Regions from separate parts of the Mus musculus genome. Here region 2 is linked to region 1. Evidence: chromatin contacts called from public HiChIP or PLAC-seq data. All regions are on one chromosome and are shown on one strand. Each heading gives the region's core, a stretch centred on a gene start, on an enhancer-like site or on the middle of the called end of the contact. The rest is flanking DNA. Distances are from core to core; before and after follow the strand shown.

Region 1 (3,493 bases), core at 944-3,443:
TTTCCTGAGGTATCCTCCACGTGGAGAAACACAGCATAGAGGCTAGCTCCAATCTCTTCCTCTTCACGAAAAGTCACTGAAGACACCAGGAGACTCCATCCTTGTGTTCTTGTCATCTCTGTCCCACAGGTATATAACACATTTTATGCAGGGAACCCAGTTTCTTGCTTTGAAAAATCTTACAACTGTAGGAACATGGATAGTGTTTGGAGTGTTTGTTCCCTGTGTTCCCATTGAGTGACAGACTTTTCCTGGGGAGATTCAACCCCCACCCCCAGGAGAGAGAGAGAGAGAGAGAGAGAGAGAGAGAGAGAGAGAGAGAGAGAGAGAGAGAGAGAGAGCACACTACATACTCTGGGGAACCCATAATAGCACCAAAGTTCAACATGGTGAATAAGTGAGTTTTTACTGGGATTACTAACATGAGTGTGGGTAAGCGTTCACTTACATGGGGGCAGAGGTGACTTGAAAGCAGCCACATCCCTGCCAAGTCCACCATAACACAGCTGACCACTCAATGACAGTTGCAACCCTGAAGCTCTCTGTACAGCCTGTTGGTGTCACTACGGTCTCAGACAGAATCCCCTTTGCTCTGTAGTTTGGATGGGCAGGCTCGCCTTCCTCGGCCTCTGCTTCCTCCTTCTTCTAGTTGGAGACATGGCTCAGTCAGTAAGTGCTTGCCTTGCAAGCATCAGGACCTGAATTCCATCCCCAGCTCCCAGGATGGAGCGCACTTGTAATCCCAGTTCCTGGGGAGGCAAAGACAGGAGGAAGCTTGTGGCTTTCTGGGAAGCAAGTCTAGTCTAATTGGTGAGCATCAGGTCCCAGTGAGAAACTGTTTCAAAAAACAAGGTGGGCCGGGTGTGGTGGCACACGCCTTTAATCCCAGCACTTGAGAGGCAGAGGCAGGCGGATTTCTGAGTTCGAGGCCAGCCTGGTCTACAGAGTGAGTTCCAGGACAGTCGGGGCCACACAGAGAAACCCTGTCTCAAAAGAACAAACAAACAAACAAACAAAACACAAAAAACCAAACACCCCCCCCCCCCAAAAACCAACCAAACAAACAAACAAACAAAAAACAAACAAAAAACAAGGTGGACAAGTTCTTAGGAACAATTTACTGTTTGACTTTTGGTTTTCTCATGTAGGTGCACACACACACACACACACACACACACACACACACACACACACACGTTTCCAGTATGCAAACGTTTAGGGATGCATTCAAACTGTAAGAACAAATTATGCTGTCCCTAGGATTCTGGGGGCTCAACAGAATCAAGGGGCAATCAAATAGTGGAAGAGAAAAGTCACCAGCACCTTTATAGAGAAGACAGCATTCGAGATGAAACTAGATCCTGAGATCAAAAAGCCCTGTGCCCAGGAAACTCCTGACAAAGTGAGGTGTCCCTCAGGCCCAACCGCCTTCACAGAGCTGGCCACGTCAGCCTGATTCCTGGACCGTCAGGACTCCCGGGAAAGCTGCTTGGACCTTCGGATGCGGAGAAATGACAAGGCTTTTCTATTTAAATACGGGTTTGTTGTGGCAGACCCGCACAGCTGTTGTCGAAATCAAAGATCAGTTTTTTGAGATTATTTTTACAACCTGTGTCAGGGTAACCGCTTCCGGAAAACATCTGTTCTATAATTAGAAAATGAAGATCTTGTCAATCCGTTGGAGCATAATTACTTTCGGGCACCAGACGGAGGATTTTAGTATCATCATGAGAATTCAGGGGGGTTACTCAGACGAGTATATTTTTCTTTTAGTTTCTTCTAAGGTAACTGGGAGAGTTCAGGGGGAAAGCCCCTACGTATTTGCATTTTATAGGATGCAATAGAATGAATCAAATCTGCATGGACTCGCTAATACAAATAACTCCACTGAGTTCAGCCTAGCCGATTCACAGCAATTCCATTCTGAAAAGGCGCGAGGGGATTCTAGAATGTCGAAGGCCTTTTCTGGCAAGTCCAGAGTCAGTGCTGGGGAGCCTCAATTTCCCCGGCTTTATGTGGCTTGGTAGCTCCTTTTACTTGGTGACAACACAAATTGTCTCTAGCTTCCCTTTGTGATGTCAGTACCTAAATTTTCCTGTCCTTACAAAGATACCAGCCATTATAGTAAGACCGCTGCAATTCAGTATGATCCCGTGTTGAGTTTATCTGCAGAGGCCCCGCTTCTAAACAGTTAACCTCACAGGCGTGATCTATTCAGTACAGCTGTCTCACTGTTTCCTGAAGCTCAAGTTTAGCATTTACTACTGAATGTATTCTTTATCCAAGAGCTCCTCATCAGAGATTGGTACCACTGTCATTCCAGCTGGTCAAGCGTTACCTGGAGGCCCCGTTAACTCTTTCATTGCTTCCCATCTCTAAGCCAGTGTCAAGTTCTACAAACTGGACCCCTTCATGTCTGCCTAAGCATCCAGCCCGAAGTCCATCACCAAGGCTAAACCATCTGCCTTCCAGAGGTCTGTATCAGTCTCACATTTGGTCCCAATCTTAACCTGGGAAACAGAGTGGTCTCAGAGCTGTCCTTGTCACCCTATTCCCCTGCTCAGACCACTGCCTGGCATGGTGACTGTAGCCCTTAGGAAAGACTCATGGCAGAAATGGCCATCAGACAGACGGACAAGTCTCTTGGTCTTAGAGTGCCAGTGTCCTGTGATGCCCCCCCTACACATTTTCACATACCTCCTACAGTGTCCTGTGTCTGTGGGTGCAGGACCATCCCCACATGGCAGAGGGTGAAAGCTCCTGGCATAGCCCTCCGACTTCTACTCCTACTGAAATGCTTGGCACACTCCCCACTGAGGACAAGGTTGCAGAATCCAGTTTGTGCCAGGTGAACCCTGAAGAGTCTAACCCAGTCTCTTCCACTGCAGACAAAAGGACCTTTGAGCTCACCCTTTGCTTGCTTGCCTGAACTATCTGGCAATAGAACTTGGTGGTTTGTGTCCAACTTTCATTCCATCCTGAAAACACACCTTGCCATTTGTTAATTCTGCTGCCTATAACAACCCCCTTTGGGGTCCACCTGCCCCTAGCTCAGAACATATGGGCCCTGGACTCTGAATCACATGACCTGAGCTCTCAGTTATGATTACATCATTGCCCCTCTGATTTCTGGGTAAAGAAGACTGTCAGGTCTCAACATGGAAGGAGAAGCAGGAGTAACAAGGGTGTATGTTACTTTGTAGTTAATTATAGCTATTATTTACATCATATAATTATTTACCATTAATTCATTTGGTCAAGCATAAAGGAGGGGCTGCAGAGGTAAAGTACAAATATATTGGTTTGCAGAAGACCCAAATTTGGTTCCCAGCCCCCATGCCATGGAGCTCACAACCACCTATAACTCTAGCTACAGGGCATTCAGTGCCTTCTGCTGGCCTTTGCAGGCACAGGTACCTCCATGCAAACATCGATACATAGTCAAACAGGCCTACATGTAATTAGAAATAAAATCTCTCAAAGCCAGTAATTA
Region 2 (3,272 bases), core at 596-3,095, 90 kb after region 1:
GAGCTCTAGCAATAAATCCTTTACCTAGTCACTAGTCATCTCTGTTAGCAACAAGTATCAATAGGTCCAGAGGCCTGCAGCTTCTGCCCTCAGAGTAACTTAAAATCAAGATAGGTAAATGCTATTATAGAAAGCAACCCTACTCTCTCGCAAGATCAAGTCTTGCCCCTGCCAACACTCTCCAGCACCACACACCTCACTACCTTCAAGAGAGAACCAGAGCTCCAGAGCTGGCCCCCAGAACATATATATGCATGTATATATGTGTGCATATGAGCATATGCATATGCATGTGTGTGTGCATGAATATATATGCCTTTGTGTGTGTATGTGTGTGCCCTTGCACGCCGGTGTTTGACATCAAATGTGTTCCTTTTAACCTTTAATCTTCCCTACCTTTAGAAAACACAATACTTTTATTTCTTTTGTGAGAATCCATCCATGCATACAATGTATTTTGATCACCCTTCACTCCTTCCCCTAACTCTTCCCAAGTTCTTGTTTTTAGCCACTGGTTGCAGTTTGAGCTGCCCACATACTCATGGGTATGGGCAATCCACTGGAACTTAGGCAACCTCTCAGAGGCCACACCCTTAAAGAAAAATGGAGTCTGTCACTCCCAGAAGCCATCTATTGCCCATGCTCCTTAGTAAGTGGTAGGCTTGTGAGTCCCTCCATGCTGCAATGCTGACTGTCGTGGTCCTGTGCAGGTCTTGTACAGGCAACCACAGCTGCTGTGAGTTCACCAGTGCAGTGGTCCTACCGTGTCCGGAACACACATTTGCTCCGGTCCTCCCTGACCTCTGGCTTTGATTCTTCCAAAATATTCCTTTATGACTGATGTAGCAAGATGCCTATGAGTCCACCTTAGTATTTGAAAAAGGGTCTCTAACTGAGCCTGAAAGTCACTGTTCCAACCAAACTGGCTGGTTAGTAAGATCCAGGGATCTTCTCATCTGTACCCCCCCGCACCCCCCCCCCCCGAGAATCATGGGCCATGCCAATTCAATGCCCAGCTTACATGGGTGCTGGAGAATCCGAACTCAGGTGCGCATGAGGAACACCAAGTGCTTCACCCACTAAGCCACGCCTTCAGCCCCAGAAGCCATGGCTTCTAACTCTGGCATTGACCTTACTCCTGTATCTGGTTCTGTTTGTTTCCTCATTAAAAGCAGAAATGTAAAAACCTGAAGGCATTTTAAACCGTTCATACTGAGATCACGTGACTTAGAGAAACCCATGAATTAAGACGTTTTGAGACCTGTGGCTAAGTTCGGGGCTTAAATGACAGGGTAGAGTTCTGACGGCCAGCAGATAAACCAAACGGTTGCACAGAGGCACAGACAGATCCTGTCCCCCAAAGGATTGTGGGCAGCAGACATCCTGGGCGCAGCCTGAGTCATATCCGGTGTGCAAAAACATGCAAGTAAGCAGGCTACAGATCTTGGGTTTGGGCGACCTCAGTCTTTAGAGCAACCTCGATGATCGAGAAAGAAAGAAAACACAGCAAGGCACAGCTGTCTTTTACTGTAGGGAGAATTAGAGAAATGGGATAGTCAAACTTCGACAATGACACCCCCCCCCCCCACGCCCTTTCCTGCTGGCCCAGGGGTTTCCCATTTCCCTGGAGGAATTTGTGGGACTACTTTTAGCTTCTGCAAGGGAGGCGGCGTCTGAACAGGGACTTTTCTAGACCACAAAGACTGTAAACTTGCCTTTACTGGCCCTCAGCAATCTTCTTGGCTTAAATTGTATGCCTCTGCAGCTGCTTATTCATTGCTAGCTTTGAAAACCCCTGCAAACACGGCTCTGGATCCGATCTTTTCTCCAGAGAACCTGGCTCGCTGGGATAGAGCAGGAGCGCCACCGTGTGGCTGTGTGATTACTGCCGATTCTTTTTGGATGAGATAGGATGATGGGACTGGCTCATTTTTGTTACAAGGAAAGCAGGGCATCAGGGCCTAAGTGGGTCTGTGGCATCCCAAGATGATTTTAGTAGGATGTTGGTACATCACTTAGGGATCTCCAGAGAAGCAACTCATGCATATGTGGGTAGTAGCAAGCATGAAACTAGTGGGATGGGCTGGCCGACTGCAATAAGCAAAACTAGGGTTACAGCTCTTATCTATGTATCCTATCCTGTCTGTCCATCTGTCTGTCCTATTTATTGTGGATTTTTACATTTATCTTTATTTTTACATATTCACAGGTGTGTGTGTGTGTGTGTGTGTGTGTGTGTGTGTGTGTGTACAGGTGCCCACGAAGGCCCAGAGCTGGAGTTGCAGGTGGTTTTAAGTCAGCCGACATGGATGCTGGAAATCAAATTCAGGCACACAAGAGAGCAGCATGCTCTCACAACCACTGAGACATCTCTTCAGTCCCTAGGGTTACCGTTTTGAAGCAATACCACTTTGTAAAGAGCACTTCATGTCAAGTGGGTTTTCCCAGCATCAGTTATGAAGCCACTGGAGAACAAGTCACTGGAGTTTTATAGCAGGAGGGATAAGATGTACTAATGATGTAACAGACATTGATATGTCTTTCTTTTTTATTTTTTGCACAAACCCATTAGACTTGAATGAAGGGCTCAGCTCATCAGAGACTTTCCCATGGAACTCACATGTGCATCTTCTTTGGTTTGAAACAGGTGGTCCTATATGCATTACTTCCTTTGCTCTTTGCTGTGGCTAAATACTTGGAGAAACAAAAGCTCCTTTCTTTTATTTTAGGTCACTGTTTCAGAGGGTTCATCCTGGCTTTTAGCCTCACATGCTTGGGTAGAATATTATCCTGGGGGGGGGGGGCTCAGTGGAGGCTGTTCTTTGATTCTTAGCAGACAGGAAACACAGCTAAGGGGATTTTTTTTTTGGGGGGGGGGACTGGCATATGTAATTGTGGCATAAGCCATGAAGCTTGGCAACCAAGTAAGGTTTTTTTTTTTTTTTGAGGATGGCCCACCACTTTGCATGGCTGTGACAGGTGAGCTCTGACAGGCATGGACCCCAGAGACGTCATCCCAGGATTGCTTCTCACCGATGTTATGACTTTCCCATCACTATTACATAGCCCAATGATTCCTGGGCACCAGCCCACCCAATTGGGCAAATTTCCTGCAGATCAACATGAAGATGAACTTTCATAAATTAGTGCTGTTTAGATGAATTAATGACTTTATAGAATTCCTGGTTTGATTCAAATAATTTTAGGAAGAAAGTTTAAGGAGACGGTTTTAGTCGTTTTGCCAGAAAGATGTAATATAGTTAGAATCAAGA

The links. HiChIP or PLAC-seq counts read pairs in DNA pulled down with a chosen protein or histone mark.
Region 2: a CTCF HiChIP or PLAC-seq map of CD8 T cells shows a contact between it and region 1, with 18 read pairs. The contact joins two enhancer-like sites. A contact is called at or near these places in 3 of 15 datasets of contacts at CTCF or cohesin (CD8 T cells and the NIH/3T3 cell line), 13 of 484 Hi-C or Micro-C datasets (astrocytes, bone marrow-derived DN3 thymocytes, brain and 7 more), 6 of 115 datasets of contacts at active chromatin or transcription factors (CD8 T cells, bone marrow-derived macrophages, effector CD8 T cells and 3 more) and 1 of 9 other capture datasets (embryonic stem cells).

The regions. Positions count from the first base shown.
Region 1 is chr11:109,768,733-109,772,225 of GRCm38.p6, forward strand. No RefSeq gene overlaps it. Among named protein-coding and RNA genes, the nearest start is that of Gm11683, 27 kb to the right of the region's middle. Within about 2 kb of position 2,194, at least 7 of the 459 cell types and tissues checked have an H3K27ac peak or open chromatin away from gene starts, as enhancers often do. A contact at or near this core is called in CD8 T cells, where this site is marked.
Region 2 is chr11:109,858,951-109,862,222 of GRCm38.p6, forward strand. No RefSeq gene overlaps it. Among named protein-coding and RNA genes, the nearest start is that of 1700023C21Rik, 15 kb to the left of the region's middle. Within about 2 kb of position 1,846, at least 229 of the 459 cell types and tissues checked have an H3K27ac peak or open chromatin away from gene starts, as enhancers often do. A contact at or near this core is called in CD8 T cells, where this site is marked.